2 separate regions of the Sus scrofa genome follow, and region 2 is linked to region 1. A link is a contact called in public HiChIP or PLAC-seq data. All regions are on one chromosome and are shown on one strand. The core of a region is the stretch at or near the end of the contact, and the rest is flanking DNA. Distances in the headings are between cores, read along the strand shown.

Region 1 (3,298 bases), core at 404-2,903:
GCAAACTGCACAATCCCAGTAGGAATCAAGGGCTGGAGAGCAGCGATGCCAGTGACTCAAGGGTAGAATGTGCATATTTTCTGGACCACGTGTGAGACATGTGCACAAATCCAGAATATAGGAGCAGAAACTTAGGTTATGTTTCTAAAAACTTGCCCTTCTCTCTCCAGTGAAGGTATAAAAGAGTTCACCAGGGCTGGGGGTGAACTGACTGAGCACCCCCAACCCCCACCTGATCCCCTAGAACCTAGCAGGGAGCTTTGCACAACATTCACCCTCAATTAATGTCCAACCGAATGCCCAGGAAACGCTCAATAGCTACTTAATGGCTTATGATGTATACATGGTGAAGTCATATCCAGGTCAATAAAATGAACTCAGATATTGAGATTTCACAGTCAGCGGTTTCTGTTATGTAAAATAAAGTATTTTCTTCATGAAGGGAAAAAAAAACCCATGATAATATCAACTAGTAGCTGTGCTTATGAAAAAGAACACAGATACCCATGGGAGCTGCAAAAGACATTTGACTCTTTCACATGGTAACTATGAAATGTTTTTCATGAAATAAGCAAACTACCACTGGGCATATTTATAAGCTATCAGAAATCATAATCCCTTTTCATTTTTGTCACAACTAGAAGTACAAAGTGGCATTTGTCTTGTGGCACACATGCTGGTGTCGTCTGAGGAAACTATCACTGACTTCCCAGGATGTGAAAATTTAGAATTTCTAAAACAGATGAGGAGATGAATCTCATTTTCATTCCAAACTTTGCAGCATATGGTTTCTAGTTTCTTTAAAGTGCTCCGAGGTTATTCGAATATATCTAAGTAAATCTCTCCTAGGTAGAAATCAGCTGTTGGGAAAGATCAAGGGATTCCTCCTGCTGTTTTACAAGATTTCTAATCCATAATCTTTCCCATGATAGATAAATCCAAGGAAAAGTCAGTGGTGCCTGTGGACGTGTGTATCTGGCAACGCGAACAGCCAGCGTGTGCGTCCGTGGGGGAGGTAACTAGAAAGCAAGAGCTTCCTTGGAAGCCTTCGGCAAACCCAAGTGCGGAAAAAAGGACTTGCTTTAACAGTTTTGACTTATAAATAAAATTGCAGGTTGGGGGGCAGTGACAATAAGACCCCCAACTTGCTTAAGACTTCACAGCAGATTAGAAGTTTGGGGAGACGTGAAGAAGAGGAGACGCGAGACCAGATTTTGTTTCCCCTACGACTCTCTGATTCCCTTCACCAGTCACTTTTAAACAGACCAGTTCAGCCCTGGCTCTTGTCTAGAGCTCGAACCACAGGCTGCCCCCAATCCACCCTGAATGACTCAACTCCAAATTAAGAGAGGACACGGCGTAAATAGACACCACACGCTCATTGCATTAAATTACTAACGTGAACTTTATCTACCAAAATGGCTAGCTTTTACTCTCGCTACTTCTCGGCTTGGGAAACGAAATACACGGGCAGAGAAAAAGAGTGAGAAATTAAGCTGAGCAGGAATACAGGACGTCAGACCTACCTTTTCTGATTTTGTGGCGGGTGGAAGATACCCCAGGCAATGACAAGGTGAATTCCCAGCAGGTACAGCGGAGCAACAAAACGCAGCGAGCAAGGCGTGCATGTGCTCTGAAACTGCAAATTACTATGAGGGCAACTTAAGAAAAGGGGCGGAGTCTGTGCCCGGGAAAGGGGGAGTGGGGAAAAATGAAAACACCACGGAGCAGGAGGGGGGAAACCCGAGGTTTCTGGAATATTGATTAATCTTGGCGCACCAGAAGCATGCTTGCTGGCTTTGTTTTGCTTCTTAGACCACTTTCCCGCTTTGTCAGTTCACTTTCATTAGAAATGCAAAACCAAGACCAGGAAGAATGGGAGAATAAAGCGCGCACACACACTCCAGAAAGCTTGAAGTCTTGATTAGAACGTTTCAAAGATTTTTCTAGGGCTAAATTTAATTATCTCACATTATTGCAGCTTTCCTCCCCTTAAGGAAACACGAGTGTGTGCTCTTTTGCCTGGTTGTACAACTGTTATGAAAGAGTCCCTCTTTTTAGAATTGGGGAAATAACTGACATTACTTGGGAAGACCCGGAACGCAATCAAGAATGGAGAAAAATAATACTTAGCTACAATTCTCTAAACTTGCCTAAACTTACTCAAAACACAAGATGAGACATGCCTCTATTTTAGCAGTTTAAACTCTATTATAACAAGCCTAATTTAGCTCAAACTGTCTGCGTTGCAAAGATTTTAAAAAATAAGAAACATAAAGAGACCAGGATCTTTGCTAAACTACTAAAGTAAAAAACATTTTAAGACCAAGAGTGTAAATGCACGCTTGAAGTTTCGTCATTTGAAAAGATAAGTTACTGTGCCGAAAGATGCCTCCGTTTTAAAGGTTAAAGGTCCCTCATACTCCTCCCCCTGCCCTGTCATTTTTAGGAATTAGAAAATTCTCTTTGCCTTGAGAATATAACTTGCACTCTAGTCCACCTCTTTTAAGAAGGAAAGTAGATTGTGAAAATAGATTTTTTTAAATGAAAAACAAAACAAAAACTGTTGAGCCTGACTCAACTCCAAAACTTAGAATTTATTTAGCATGAAGAAAAATGTTTAATAGAAACAAAAACCCATACCGAAAATTACAACCAGAGTTCTATATTCCTGTTTAGTAAATCTCATATTCTCCATGCCAAATCTGCTTAATTCTTGGGTCTGTTTTCCAACAAGAAAGTATGTCTTTTCCCTTCATTAGCAAATCCTGGGAGATTCTAAAGATATGTCTCCTGCCAAGCTTCAACTCTTGCATGTATATATTCTTTGGAACAGCTACTGGTTGGAAAGCAACTGGGTGAATCATGTAAATGCTAAAGTTATAAATTAGCAGGGATTGTAACAACTTTTAAAATTGCACCATTTTAAGAGATTACTGAAAATGTATACTCTTGACGGTCCCCAAACTCAGCAATCTTCCTCTTCCTCTGCTCTCCTAGATCACTTAGCATCTGTATCACGTTGTTTAACACTTAATTACACTGTCTCCTACTGCGCCTGTCTTTTTTTGTGTTAAATTTTGACCTCGCAGCTAAATTGTAAGTTCTTTGAGGGCAAGAAGGGAATCTTATACCTGATACATAATAAACATTACATAACACCTATAAATGAATGGCAGACTGTAAGGGTACTCAACAAAACACTTTGCAAACTTCTGTGTTAAAACAAAATCGCTTATTTTTGTGTTGGCGCTTCTGGCCTAGGTACATGGAGCAGATGTCATTTCTCAACACCATG
Region 2 (3,298 bases), core at 262-2,761, 50 kb before region 1:
TGCAGCAACATGGATAGAACTAGAGACTCTCATTACTAAGTGAAGTAAGTCAGAAAGAGAAAGACCAATGCCATGTGATATCACCTATATCTGGAATCTAATATGAGACAAAAATGGGGAGTTCCCATTGTGGCTCGACAATAACAAATCCGATTAGTAATCACGAGGACATGGGTTCGATTCCTGGCCTTGCTCAGTGCTTTAAGGATCCTGTGTCGCTCGGATCTGGTGTTCCTGTGACTGTGGTGTAGGCTGGCAGCTATAGCTCCTATTTGACTCCTAGACTGGGAATTTTCATATACTGGCCCTAAAAAGACCAAAAAAAAATTTTTTTTTAAATTAAAGAACAGGAGTTCCCGTCGTGGCGCAGTGGTTAACGAATCTGACTAGGAACCATGAGGTTGCAGGTTCGGTCCCTGCCCTTGCTCAGTGGGTTAACGATCCGGCGTTGCCGTGAGCTGTGGTGTAGGTCGCAGACGCGGCTCGGATCGCGTGTTGCTGTGGCTCTGGTGTAGGCTGGCAGCTATAGCTCCGATTAGACCCCTAGCCTGGGAACCTCCATATGCTGCAGGAGCGGCCCAAGAAATAGCAAAAAAGACAAAAAAAAAAAAAAAAAAAAGAGAACAGTTAATATAAGGCACAAATGAACTTATCTACAGAAAACAAACTCATGGACATGGAGAACAGACTGTGGTTGCCAAGGGGGTGAGGGGAGGGAATGGGATGGACTGGGAGTTTGGGGTTATTAGATGCAAACTACTGCATTGGAGTAGATAAGCAATGAGGTCCTGCTGTATATAGCACAGGGAACTATATCCAATCACTTATGAGGGAACATGATGGAGGATAATGTGAGAAAAAGAATATATATGTATAACTGGGTTTCTTTGCCGTACAGTAGAAATTGACAGAACATCGTAAAGTGATTATAATAAAAAAAATTAAAAAAAACAAAAACAAGAAAACTCGAGTTCCCGTCATGGTGCAGTGGTTAACGAATCTGACTAGGAACCATGAGGTTGCAGGTTCAGTCCCTGCCCTTGCTCAGTGGGTTAAAGATCTGGCGTTGCCACGAGCTGTGGTGTAGGTTGCAGACGCGGCTCGGATCCTGCGTTGCTGTGGCTCTGGCGTAGGCCGGTGGCTACAGCTCCGATTCAACCCCTAGCCTGGGAACCTCCATATGCCGCAGGAACGGCCCAAGAAATGGCAAAAAGACAAAACAAACAAACAAACAAACAAAACCAAAAAACTAGTCTGATAGCTCCAAAGAGTGTATTCCAAAGAATCAAACAGGTTCTTATCACAAATAAATGGTATATATATGTGTATGTGGGTATGTGTGTGTATAGAGTCCTATACCTGCCACTACATGGCCCCTCTTCACCTTTTCAGAATTAAGTATCTCCTCTCTCTGTGGAGGAAGGACCTCGGTCCCAAGTCCCTGTGTCACAGCTCTGTGACTTCCTTCTTCAGCACCGAGCATCACTGCCTGGAGGCGCCAAGGCTGAATGAATCAACAACCTCCACTAGACAATAGCCACTGTGTATGACTCAGAGCACAGAAGCAATGAGGACAAGGAAGGGAATGAAGCATGAAAACATATGGCAGATGCTGTCAGGACCATTTACCGCGTATCCAGTGAAAACACAGAGCTAGACGAGGTTTGACGGGAGAAATAAAAGAAGTGGTGCAGCCCAAGCTTGCTGAGCAGTGTATTGACAGCCTTATGGAGGCCACAGCACAGGAAAATGCCTCTTGAAATGCCTGGGGACTAACTTCCAGATGAGTAGAGATGTACACTGTTTCTAGCAGGGAGATCAACTCTGTAAAGAAGGTGGGTGGGATGTGGGATCGCCATCCCTGGGGAATCAAAACGCAAGATACTCAAGTGCCCCTTAACCTACTGCTGAGCGTTCGGAAGCAGGAGGACATTTCCACGGGCTTATCCGATGCCACCGTGGATTTTTCTGGACGCACACACAGTTTAATCTATGCTCCAGAACAGCCCTTGGAGAGGCCTAAGGATCTCCTCCCGAGGAAGATTCTGACATTAAAGCAGATTAAGAAGAAAACGTGAGGGAGTTCCCATGGTGGCTCAGCGGTATCGAACCCAACTAGCATCCATGAGGATGCAGGTTTGATCCCTGGCCTTGCTGAGTGGATTAAGGATCCGGCTTGGATCCTGCATGTCTCTGGCTGTGGTGTAGGCCAGCAGCTGTAGCTTGATTTGACCCCTAGCCTGGAAAATTCCATATGCCGTGGATGTGGCGCTAGAAAGCAAAAAAAAAAAAAAAAAAAAAAAAGAAGAAGAAGAAAACATGACTTTTTCCTTCTTTCTTAGCGAACCATTCTTGGCTCATTTGAAAGAAATGTATTGAGCACTTACTGCGTGCCAGGCCCAGAGCCACAGAAGAAATACCACCCAGTGCTGGCCCTCTAGGCTCACCTGCCCACAGAGCAGTGCTGCGGGCTCCATGTTCCGGGGACCTGGAGAGAAGGAAGGTGTGTATGGCAGAAGAAAAAAGAAGAGCCCTGGGTTAGGGGGTCTGGGGTCTGGGGGGCCAGGGTCTAGGGTGGAGGTGGGGCCATAACCTAGAAGCTGGAGCTCTGGCAATGCTTGACTTTGCTGTAGGGACAACTGGAAAAGCACATTTGGGAAGAAGGAGCAATTTTAGTGCCAAATCAGAGCTGCCTGTGCATGTTACCAGACTGGACTCTGAGAGCCAAGGATTTAGTAGCGGTGTCGTCAGATCCAATAAATAGGTTAGGAGACCTTGAGAGGGCTACGTGTGGAGTCAGAGGTTAGGTATTTCTGTGACCACTGGAACACATCGAAGGCAGTGGAAGGTTTTTTTTAATTATGAGACATGAAAATATCCCAAATTTTGAAAACCAAGACCCCCTCCCTCTGCTGCCAAACACCTAGCATCTGTTCAAATCTATTATGAACCATTTCCTCAGGGAGGAACGTGAAAGAACTGCAAGCAGCTGCCGGGAGATGTGCTAAAGCCACTTCCACGCTGCAAATTTACGTGCGTACAGATTCGTTAAGGAAGGTCATTACTGACCACGGACATGCGGCTAAGTGGCCGAGGAATTCACTCACAGAGCCCCTGTGAGGTCAGTGCCTCTAAGAGGTCATAAAGCAGCATAAGAAGTATAGCTCAGAAAATGCATTGAAAGGCAAACTAGCCAATCAGTCTGACATCTCACACTCAGTTTACGAAGCTGTACCTATGCTCTCCAGTGGAAGCATTACGATTGTCAGTGCCCTCACGCTCACCATTCCAAAGCCTG

Evidence for each region. HiChIP or PLAC-seq counts read pairs in DNA pulled down with a chosen protein or histone mark.
Region 2: a contact with region 1 is called in an H3K27ac HiChIP or PLAC-seq map of skeletal muscle. The contact joins the enhancer-like site here to the promoter of SLC1A3 in region 1. A contact is called at or near these places in 5 of 47 Hi-C or Micro-C datasets (embryonic fibroblasts, heart right ventricle, psoas muscle and 1 more) and 2 of 2 datasets of contacts at active chromatin or transcription factors (alveolar macrophages and skeletal muscle).

What each region holds. Positions count from the first base shown.
Region 1 is chr16:21,872,046-21,875,343 of Sscrofa11.1, reverse strand. SLC1A3 (solute carrier family 1 member 3) reads right to left here and starts at 1,653. Exons shown (of 8, transcript NM_001289946.1): 1 at 1,527-1,653.
Region 2 is chr16:21,921,609-21,924,906 of Sscrofa11.1, reverse strand. All of the region lies in intron 3 of SLC1A3 (solute carrier family 1 member 3), which reads right to left. Among named protein-coding and RNA genes, the nearest start is that of SLC1A3, 50 kb to the right of the region's middle. Within about 2 kb of position 1,511, at least 13 of the 83 cell types and tissues checked have an H3K27ac peak or open chromatin away from gene starts, as enhancers often do. A contact at or near this core is called in alveolar macrophages, embryonic fibroblasts and skeletal muscle, where this site is marked.